Linked DNA regions of Manis pentadactyla: region 1 is linked to region 2. Evidence: chromatin contacts called from public Hi-C data. All regions are on one chromosome and are shown on one strand. Each heading gives the region's core, a stretch centred on a gene start, on an enhancer-like site or on the middle of the called end of the contact. The rest is flanking DNA. Distances are from core to core; before and after follow the strand shown. Region 1 holds the start of C3H9orf50 (chromosome 3 C9orf50 homolog). Region 2 holds the start of IER5L (immediate early response 5 like).

What was found. A called contact is a pair of places that touch in the nucleus more often than the background predicts.
Region 1: a Hi-C map of skin fibroblasts shows a contact between it and region 2, with 4 times the contacts expected there. The contact joins the promoter of C3H9orf50 here to the promoter of IER5L in region 2. A contact is called at or near these places in 2 of 3 Hi-C or Micro-C datasets (fibroblasts and skin fibroblasts).

Annotation. Positions count from the first base shown.
Region 1 is chr3:215,500,499-215,505,863 of mManPen7.hap1, forward strand. It overlaps C3H9orf50 (chromosome 3 C9orf50 homolog), which reads right to left and starts at 3,990. Exons shown (of 9, transcript XM_057499417.1): 1 at 3,985-3,990; 2 at 3,535-3,900; 3 at 2,921-3,015; 4 at 2,702-2,818; 5 at 1,824-1,833; 6 at 1,669-1,822. The coding sequence starts at 3,990.
Region 2 is chr3:215,194,549-215,200,129 of mManPen7.hap1, forward strand. IER5L (immediate early response 5 like) reads right to left here and starts at 2,762. Exons shown (of 1, transcript XM_036913630.2): 1 at 1,207-2,762. The coding sequence starts at 2,539. The coding sequence ends at 1,391. It overlaps LOC130683050 (a long non-coding RNA gene), which reads left to right. Exons shown (of 6, transcript XR_008996654.1): 2 at 3,844-3,966.

The sequences.
Region 1 (5,365 bases), core at 2,740-5,239, 310 kb after region 2:
CCCTGGGAACTCCCCAGCCATCTGCTGGTGCTCCTGAACTCCCGATCCGAGGCTGCCGGCCGGGTGGCTGTCCCGCTCTCAGTGATGCTCTGCTGGACTGGAGGAGTAGGGGCTCGGGTGAGATGCCTACCCAGGAGGGGCCACCAGTGCCCCCCTCTCCCCTCCTCCCTCTGCCTGTCTCCATGGCAACCCAAGGCTCCCCAGCGCCTTCTGGCTGCCTCCAGAGAAAGCTTGGGTTTTAAAACTATCTTGCGTGACAGTTTCTGCCTTTATTACCCAAGCTGTGCTCTCCCCACACACCCACTCCGGCTGCAGACCGATAAGGACCCCTTTCTCACAGTGGGAAAGCCAGTCACCCCACTACGGAAATCGGACAGTAATGCTTAATGCTGAGAATCTAGGGGGATGGAGGGCTATCTCGGGCTTGGAGTCTTTCCTGTCCAGCAGCTGCCCCTTTGCTTGTCAGGGACCCCAAACTCCCCAGTGGCAGCCTCAGGATGGAAAGGGGTGGGACACAGTTGGCTGAGCCCCACTCCGCTGCCCTGGGGCGTGACCACTGCCCCTGTGGCCACTGGTTGGCGAGGAAGCATCTCTGATGCCACCAACTGCCATTGGCTTGGAACTGTTTCTCCAGAGCATCTCCCTTCCCTGGGTGCCCAGAGGTGGCCTGGGGGCACTCTAGCTTCTCTTCTTGGCTGCTGCATCACCTGCTCTCGGCTGTGGCTTCCCCATCGACCACCAGAAGCTGGGTAAAATGACATCCTCTGTCTCCAACTTTCTATGCCCTGGGGGTTGGATAGGCTCCCTCCTGAATTTGTGAAGGTCCTGGATTTTTAGGGCTTTACTCACAGCTAGGCTTTGGGGCAGCTATTCCCTGAAACTGCCACAGTTGGTGTTTAATAAATAGAAGCAAGCCCTGGGCTGCAGGATCCTAAGCAGAGAAGAGGCCAGGCAGATGGAGAGAGGGGGGTTTGATAAGATTATGCCAGAGCAAGGACAGGTGACCTTTCTGCCTGCCCTCTGACACCCACTTCAGAACATACTGGAAACTATCCAAAACTATCGCCTCCATCCCCAAAGAGCCCAGAGCAAACTTCTGCCCTGGCACCCGGGCCTGGTGGTTCCTCGCCTCTTTGCCAGAACTTCAGTGCCAGCCTCCCCCAGGAAAGAGAAGGTTTGATCCTCTGGACCTTTCTAGGCACCTCCTTAGCCAGGCCCTTGAGGGCTGCCCACATGGATATGGGAAGAAGGTGCTTCCTGTGCCTTCCCACCTTCTCCAGCCCCTGTAAGCCATGCAGGGGGTCAGATGTGGGGTCAGGAGGCTGTGGGTGCTGGTTCCAAGGTGGGCAGATCACCACATGTGGGAACCCCTTGGCACCCAGAAGTCCTTCACTGGAGGCCAGGCCTAGGCCATTGTTTCCTGGGCCACCACTGCAGCGGCTCCCTGGAGCCACCTACTTGGGGACACCTCTGCCGGACCTCAGGCCCTCTATTTGGCCTGTGAAATTCACCCTGACATCTTCTGCAGAGGCTGGTTTGGGCGCCTCCTCTGTAGGGTGAGTGGCCTCCTGGCCTTGGCAGGCCAGCCCCTTACTCCCAGGACCCAGAGCCATGGGCCATTGCTTCTGCTCTCCCAGAGTCCCAGGGCTCCCCATCCTGTCTGCGTACCAGCATAGCTGTGCTCCCAGTAGCAGAGGGCTGTGTCCCGGAGGGTCTCATCAGCGAATCACGCTCAGAAGGGGCAACATCGCCTGCAGTGCCCTGAGCTGTCCGCTGAGGGGTTGTGGGTGAGCACAGCCTTGAGCTTGGGAGCCTGTGTTCCGTTGGGGCCTGCTGAGAAAGGTGAGAGGGGCAGGGGAGGTCCAGGGCCTGAGCCCCCAGCCTCCACTCTGCCCTGACCACACACACCCAGCAAACTAGAGCTCACAGTGTGAGCTCTTCCTGCCTGCCGGGAAACAGATCAAGCATGCAACATGCCATCAGCCCACCAAACCCACACGACCCTGTGAAGCATGATTTTTATTCCCATTTTACAGATGAGGAAGCTGAGGCACAGAGATGTTTTGCAACTTGCCCGAGATCACACAGCTGGCAAGGGGTGGAGCCAAGATCTGAATCTTGGTTCCAGAGCCAGGACGTTTCTATGTCAGGCACTTCTGCTGAGAGAATGAGGATATGAACTCGGGTGCCAGGAGTTCATGAATGGATGGATGACTGGCTAGATGGATGGGTGGATGGACGGATCAACAGGAGACCTGATTCATGGGTGGGTGGATGGATGGTGAGATCCACGAGTAGGTGGTAGAATGCCTGGTTCACAGATGTGTGCAAGAATGGATGGGTGGGTGGGAGAAGGAATACATGAATGGATTCATGGATGAATTATGAACACGTTGGTAGAAGACCTGATTAATGGGTAGACGGATTCGTAGATGTTGATGGATGATCCTCGAATGGGTTGGGAGAACACCTGATTCACGGACAGATCTATGTAATGGTGAACGAGTGGATGGGTGCATGGGTGGGTGCATGGGTGGTGGATTCATGAATAGACTGTGAATGCTTTGGCAGAAGACCAGATTCATGGACGGACATACAGATGGATAGGTGGATAAACTCATGGATGAAAGGCAGAGGCAAGAAAGGAAGGGGAAAATGCTCCTTCTCCCCACTTCCCTAGCCCCATCCTCCCGTAACTCACTGGTTGGCCTTCTTGACCGTGGTAAATTGTGAGTGATCTCTCCTCAGGGGCCCCAGGGCAGGCATCTGATGGAGCAAAATCTTCTTAAGACTATTCTGGAAGTTCAATGACTGGCCCCTTGAAGACAAATAAGCGACACCTAGCATAAGTGATCAGGGTCCCTCCACTTCAGAGCATTGATGGTAACCCCATCCGCAGCAGCAGGTCACTGACACTTACCGCAGGTCTGGGAGGACAGAGCAGCAGGGACACTGAGAAGGCTGGCAGTGCTCTGACACACGCCTTTGATGTTGCAATGCTGAAGATCCTGGGAGCTAGGAGATGGGAACAGTTACAAGCCTTCACTCAAGGAGGCGCAGTCATTACTAGGCTCTTCCTGGTTGTATGGCCTTGGGCCTCAGTTTCCTCATCTGTACAATAGGCGCAGTGGCAGACTGGTCCTCAAAGCGTGGTTGCCAGGACTCTGCCAGCCATACACAACTAACATTAGCATCATCCTGCACTTGGTGGGAGCCCCTGCCCCGCCCGCCCCCTGGGAGGCCCCACAGGGCCTCCCTCGGTGACTGGGGCTGCACTGCACACCCAGCCCCGAGCTGGCGAAGGAACTGCCGAAACCTGCTGGGCAGGAGCTCTCCTAGCAGGGCGCCCAAGGAGTCATAGGGCCCCCGGACGAGTCCCTCCGGCCGTCCTCCCATCTTCCAGGCCTGGGCCGCGGGGGCCAGGAGCTCGTGCGCCGGCGGCGGCAGCGACCTCAGGCCAGTGGGGTTCTGCGCCGCCCGCTAGGCCGCGGCGGGCAGGACGGGCAGGCGCGGCGGGGGACCCCTGACGCCCACCCCAGGCTTTGGGTGCGAGAACTCGCAGCTGGAAGCCTGCCACCACCACTCGGCGTCGCCCCCCTAGGCCCTCGCTCCCCATGAACCCCTCGCTCCAGGGGCTGCTCCGAGCTCAGGCGTAGGCGGCCTGGGCAGCGCAGGGTCTGTCCTTCGGCGGGCGCCGCGGCCAGGGAGCTTCTTGGGCGCCACCTGCCGGGCCGCGGGGTTGGGGCAACGCCGGGGCCGGTGTGGCCCCGCGCTCAGCTCCGGGCATCCCCCTGCCGGTGCGGGCGGGGTGCCGTGTTGAGGGGCCGGGAGGGCGTAGGCCGGGCGCCAGGCCCTACTGTCCAGAGCGGGGGCAGTGTCGCTTGGCGATACCACCACTGGCTGGCCAGACGGTGAGTGGCCTCAGGCTAGAGCTCGCGTTGCCTGTTTCCTCACCTGAAATGTGGTGACGGTGAGGGCACTCACCTTCATTTTGAGTTGCTGTGGCGTTTAAGTGGGAGAGCCCATGCAAATAGCTTAGAGCAGTGCCAGGCCCATTGTCCGTGCTCAACAAAGACTAGCTGTTATTATATTGAAGAATAATATTGTTATTCTTTTAAAAGTATTATTTAGGATTTAGTCTCAGCTGCACTAGTTATTAACTCTGTGACCTTGGGCAAACCAATGAGCTCCTCTCAGTGACCCCATCTGTAGAATGGGGATGACGGGGCACCTGCTCCTGTGTGGGAATGAACGGGCACCGCCTGGTAGAGAGCACTTAGCACACAGAGCGTTCAAGTCTTGGGCGTTCTTACTGTTAATCAGCGCTCTGCTGGGCATTAGGGAGCCTGGAACCAGCTTGAAGGGCGAGACCTGCCCAGCAGTTGCCCAATCCCGCCGGGGCCTCAGAACCCCTTGGTGAGGAGCTTGTTGGAAAATACATATGCCCCAGCTTCTGATTCGTCTCAGGTGGGGCCAAGACATATTTTTAACAAACATCCCCTTTGGGAGACAGAGCCCCCAGACCTGCTTCCAAGCTTTTGACTCGGCGGTGCTGGAGCCTGCTTCCTTCTCACTATCCCCCACTCCCAGATTGTTGTCAGCTCTGAGCTGGCCCCCAGTGTCATACTCACCCTAGTGGGGCTTCTGCAGGGGCCAGAGCAGGTCCCCAATGTTTAGAGCCCCCTAACAGGTGGGCTGGTCTTTGGGAGAGCCCATCTTCCAGTCCTGGTCCCTCGGCTCTCACATCCTTGCTGCATCAGGGTGACACACCCCTGCCCCAAGGCCCTGGAGCAGTGGGCACTGAGGCCTAGGGACAGAGCGTGGGGCTTTTGAGCTCGGGATGCCAAGGCTGCAGTCACAAGAGGGTATTGGGACTCTTGACCAGGGCAGCCAGGGTTTGGCTATCCCTGCCGAGTCTGGGAGGCCCAGGTGGGTCCTCTTTGGGTTGAGTGTCTCTGGAAATAGAACCTCCACAGGAAGATTGGACAGTAAGAATGTAGTGGGCCTGAAAACAAAGAGAACCCATTCTGAGACCCAGTTCTGTGTCCATGCTCTGCTTGTTTGCTGTGTCTCTCCTTTCTCAGGCCTCCACAGTCAATGGACTGTTGTGCCCCATCTGTGACTTGACTGGGAGGGGACAGGGAAAAGCTTGTACTGTGAAATGCAAGTCTGGGAGAAGGTAGTTTGGACTAGTAGTTTTCCTGGCATGGTATAACTTTACAATTTGAACATGAAAAAGTGACTTTGTGATTCAAATTATAAGGCGTCTGCCTGAAGGAGCCATCACAGTCAGTGTATACCATTTCTGCAAATATTCCTCAACCAGGGATGGAAGGGCGTTACCTCCTTGAGAAGTTCAAATACT
Region 2 (5,581 bases), core at 1,512-4,011:
GAGAGCTGGTATTTGCATGGGGGTAGAGGTTTCTCCCCGCCTCCCTCTGTTCTCCCCGCTACCTCCAAGGCAGACCTAAAAACAAGGCACCACCATCCTCTATAATCGACTTTTTATTAAGATTATAAATTTAAACAAATAATTTGAACAGTTTTACCCGGTGATATACAATTCAGTATGCACAAAAATACAGGAGAATGAGGGAGAAGGGCCAAGAAAGGAACGGTTGGCAACTTGTTTTGGAGTCCACATGGTGCTGGTGGCAGAGAACCAGAGGGGCTGCAGAGCAACCCCACCTTTTTACAACAAAAGGCTTTAAATTAAACAAAATCTATCGAGCTGAAGACACAGGACAGGGTTCTCGGAGCCTCGAACAATGCTGGTTTCATGAAATGCAACCAAAGGCTGAAACCAGGACAGTGCAACTTTAGAAGCACACACACACAACACATCTGACCAGGAACTTAGTGAAAAGTCTCCAACGCAGTCGGCGGTCCCGGCTCCTCCCTCCCTCGGGGCCGCCGGGGATCCAGGTGAAGGAATCGACTTCCTTTTTTGTTTAGTGAGGACCGCAGTGTTGGGCATGATGGGAAATGTAGTCCGCCGTGCCCGCCCCCAACCCCTTCCCCAAACGGTGTCCGAAAGTGTCGGGGTGTCGGGTGCCACCCCCGAGTCCGGGAGACGGGTGGAGGAGGGGAGGCGAAAGGAGCCAGAGAGCTGGGAGAGGAGGGGCTCAAGACACCCGCCCCGGGAAAGAAAAAAAAAGTTGAAGTGTTTTCATTTCTGCCTTCTCATTTTGAGAACTTTGGAGGCCGCCCCCAGAGAGGAAATGTGACCCAAACGTCCCTTTCGGAGATAGAATTTGCCTTTGTTTTTGCTCAGGATTTCACAAGACCCATTCCTCACCCCACGGAGGTACTCGGGAGAACCCGGAGCCGGGCTTCCTGGGTCTGACAACTGATTGGCATTGGCGTCCGGGGCCTCGCGCCCTTCTGCTCTGCGTCCCCGGCGCGCTCCGGCGGCCCGGGCACCCTGCCTCGCCCCCGGCTGCCCGGCACCACCTCCGGGCAGCAGCCCTCCCTCACGTGGCTGGCTTCTCGCTAAACACCACTGCAATCACTACGATAAAAAGAAAAAATAGAGTAGGAGAAACACAAAGCATACTTAAATAGGCGCTTTTTCTCTCTGCAAAAATAAAGTCCAAGATCTTAGATTTCTTTTTTTATTATTATTTTACAATTTATAAAACATCAGCCGCCTTCCCCTGCTGGTTCCCAGCTCAGACCCGAGTGGCCGGGCGCCTGTTTGCTCCCTCCTCTCGCCCCTTGGCCGAGTCTTTGTCTGGCCCCAGCCCCGCGGGGCCCCGGGGCCCCGTGCCCTCGGGGGGTCCCTAGAAGGCGACAATGGCTCGAGTCCAGGCGCCGAGGCTGGCGAGCGCCTGCTTGGCGCACAGCTGCCCGTTGAGCGGCGGCGGTTGCTCCGAGGAGTCCGGCTGTCGGCTCACCAGCCCGGAGAAGCCCGAGCCAAAGATGGAGATCAAGTTTGAGATGTTGGACGCGTCCGGGGACGGGTCGGGGCAGAAGTCCTCGAAGCGGGCGCGCTTGCAGGGCGCGAACGGGGCGCCCCCGGGGGGCTCCGCGCCCAAGTCGCCCGCGTCCTCGTCCTCGTCGTCTTCCTCCTCCTGGCCGGGGTAATACTTGCGCTTGCAACCGGCCGCGGATGCCAGGCCGGGTCCCGGGGCTCCCTGGCCACAGCAGGGGCAGTGGGCGGCGGCGCAGCAGTCCTGGTGCAAGTAGCCGTTCTCCACCGTGGTCACCACGTGAGTGTCCAGGTCCAGCACGGTGGTCTGGCTGCTGCAGTGCACGCCGAAGTCCGAGGGGGCCGGGTACGCGCCCCGGTAGAAGCCGGAGGAGGAGGCGGGGGCCGGGGAGGCGGGCGGGGAGGCGGCGGCTGCGGCCTGGGGGGCGGCCCCTGGGGGCGAGGAGGGCGCGGAGCAGGCAGCGGAGGCGCGAGGGTCCCGCGGGCAGAGCGCGGCGGGCGCGGGCGGCATCGGCGCAGGACCCGGCTGCAGCGGCTCCAAGGGCTGCCCGCGGTGGGGTGCGCCGTGAGGCGGCTGGAGCGAGGCGCCCCCGGGCAGCTCCGCGAGCGCCCCGGCCGCCGCCGCGCAGCCCCTGGGCGCCGGGTGCGGGTGCAGCTGCTGCTGGAGGTGCAGCTGGTGGAGCTGGTGCAGCTGGTGCCGGGCGGCCGGCTCGCGCGCCTCCGCGTCGCCGCCGCCGAGTTGGAGCGGCCCGAAATCGGCCGCGCTGGTCGGCATGCCGGGCGCTGCGTACGCCGGGTGCTGGTGCTGGTGGGGCGGCTGCTGCTGGCGCCGACAGAGCTCGGCGTAGCGCTCGCTCAGGTAGAGCTGGCGCGCGTTGCGGAGCACGTAGGACACCAGGAGGTTCTTGTGCAGCTTGATGCCGCCGCGCTGGGTCCGGGAGCTGTGGATCTTGCGCAGGGAGATGCTGATCAGGCTCTGGGCGTCCAGGGCGCACTCCATGCTCCCGCGGAGGCGGCGGCGGCGGCGGCGGAGCAGCCGCTGCCGCTGCTAATGCCGCTACTGTTTCGGCCTCCAGCCGGCCGCGGGGCCACGCTGGACAGGGAAACGGAGCCCGGGTCAGCGGGTCGGCTGCGCTCCGAAAGGAGCCGCCACCGTGCGCTGCACGCCCCCCGCAGGCTCGTGCTCCCCAGTCGGCGCCAAAGCAATGAGCCTCGGCCGGCCCCGGCCCCAGCTATTTAGCCGGGCATCCGGGTCCCGCCCCGCACCTGATGAACCAATAGAAGTGTCCAAAGACTCCCGAGTGACAGGCGCTGCCCGCCCCGGGGCCTCTCCGTGGGCCAATCAGACCAAGGCGGTTCCTTTGTGCTATTCAAATACCGAACGGACCCCGGGCCTCCAACGCTGCCGCTGCCTCGAATGTTCTCCTGGGGCTGCTGCGCCGCGCAGGTCTCCGGAGCCCCTGGGGCTGCTGTCTGCAACACGAGTCACCTCGCAGCCGCCACGTTGAAGCCCCCAGCCGCCCTTAGCCTAGCTCCTGGTGCAGGGTGCGGCTGCAGCTGCTGCTGGAGGTGCGAGCGTGGCGGGGCGACAGCTCCTCCCCCTTCCGCACGGCTGGGCCTCACCTGCGGCAGGTGCGTGCGGCTCCCCACTCCTGGCCACGCGGCAGGACCTCCTTTCTCACCTGACGTTCCCGGCTGGCCCGCGGGACCCCTGGCCTTTGCAGGAGACTGGTGGGGCCGCTGGCCTCACCTTGGAGAACCCTCAAGGAAGAGACATTCGGAGGTGCCCTCAATGGAAGAAAATGTTGTGTCTGATTCCCTGGCTTTTTGGCTGAGGGGCCTCAGGGAATACTCGAGGAAGATCCGTCCTCTGCATTTGAATGACGCGACAAACTAAAAAAGCATGGTGAATTTTGGCCTCTGTTGGGGGAGCTTCCGAGGCATGCCCCAGAAGTGTATGGGCCTCTGAGAGCTGACACCAGGTGTCCTAATCATCGGTTCTGTAACCTTTCTTTTCCTTCCTAACTAATAATAATGACAATGGGGGCTATTATTATGTGGCTAGTATGGGGCAGGCCCTTGCCAGAACCGCCCTGAATCCTCTGCTGTGATTGCTGGCTGGACAGGGACCCCAAGTCTCAGAGGAGTTGGGGTGACTCGGGAATCACACAGCTCGGAAGGGCTAGAGCCAGGATTTGTGCCAGGGCTGTGAGCTCCTGGCTGGAGGTGAATGTCTAGCAAAGGCTGAGGAACTCACAATTTAACTTGTTGACACTGTTTTCCTTCTTGTGCTGAACTATTCAGGGGCCGTCTCCTCCAGGCTGGGGACTGAGACAACCAGAGGACATAGGAAAGGGCTGCGATCTCCAGGTTGGTCTGCATCTGCACTAAGAGGCCTGACGGAGGGATGACTGAGAGGGGTCCAAGGTACATAGCTGGGGTGGGTGGGTAGTGGTCAGAAGGCTTTCCTGAGGAGTGGGTCCTTGAGCTGGCCCTTAAAGGAGGAACAGGGTTCACAGAGGCTATGAGAGCCCCCCTTGTGGGCTGCTCACCCCCTCGTGGGAGAGGGAGGCCCCGGGAGCACCCTCTCCTCAGGGTTTCTTCGGAGTCTCCTCTTGGGCCTGTGGTCCTCAGCACCTGGTTCATCCTTGGTGGGCGTGAAGAGACCCAGCCAGCCCGTCCTGCAGTTTCTGGGACTCCCTTCAGTCTTAAGACTCCTCCAGATTTGTTTCCTCAAGCAGTTTTCAGCATCTACTCATGCCAGGCGTCAAAGGTGGAAATAAAGCTAGGGAGTATTGAACCCATTTTTAAGATGAGGGAACTTGAGCACCGGGAGTGGAAGGCACTTGCCCAGAGTCCCCAGCTCCAGGCCCAGGGCGCTGCCTTCTGCAGGCTGCCTACGAACATCCCATACTGGTCTGAGCACCTGTGACCAGTAGCACCTCTCCCTGCCCGACTCAGAGAAGCCAGGTTGACATTTTCAGGGGACTGCCGAGAAAGGGCATCTTACTTCCATTCTCTTGGTGATCTGGTGATAGGGACATACAGGTGTGGAATTGTCCATGTGATAGACCTGTAGGAATAAAAATATACTACCCCTCACTTCCCTAGGGCCTGTCTTAAAGACACATAAAGGCTTCTTTTATTTATTTTTGAAGTTCTCCTTTGAGACATCACTAGCATGGGCAGGGAAGCAGAGGTCCTATCGGGCTTTACAGCTGTGAGAACTCCGTATGCAACAGCGGACCCACGGGTCTGGCAGGTTGCAAGAGTCCAGGAATGTATTATTAATGCTGATTTGGGGCCTTCATTCTGTCCTTGTCCAGAATTCACTGGGGGAAACTTAAGACTTAGTGTTTGTGTCTTGCTCAAGGTCATACAGTCTAGAAGGGGTGGAGGCAGTATTTGAACCCAGGTCTATTCCCAGGACCAGAACTGGTTCCAAGCTGCTTGCTTCTGCTGTTGGTGTATCTGAGCCCAGTTCCCAGGGTTTAGCGCATGGTGGATGTGACCTTGATTTGATGGACACCCACCACTTTCCTGCCAGCTGCTCTGAGACCAGAGCCTGTAGAAGTCCATGAAGAAGCAGACCTCTGTGCCAGCCTCAGCTCAGCATTCACAGCCATTCTGGGAGCTGCACCCTGTAACTCAGCTCTGGGGTCCCAGATGGGGAGTCAAGATAGAGAGAAAGTGAATTCTCTAACCACAGGCTGGGGACAGGGAAGCCAGGCACCTCCCTTGGGCAGCTCCTCTTAGCACTTCCCAACCCCTGCTCAGCCTCTGCCCCAAGGTGAGTCTGAGTCTGGTAAGGCTCTTTCACTCCCTGGGGCCAGCTGAGAAGTGGTCAGCCCATCTTTGAGGCCCCATTTTAGGAGCCTTCTTGTCTAGGGAGTTGGTGTTGCCTCCTCAAGAAGTGAGAGGTGGGTTAGTCGGCAGGGCAAGCAGTTGTCTAGCTTGATAAAACCCTTGGTCTCTTTTGGGGTGGCCTGGGAGGTGGGTGTTGATGCAGCTGTTATAAGAAAACACTCGCTGAAGGAGGCTG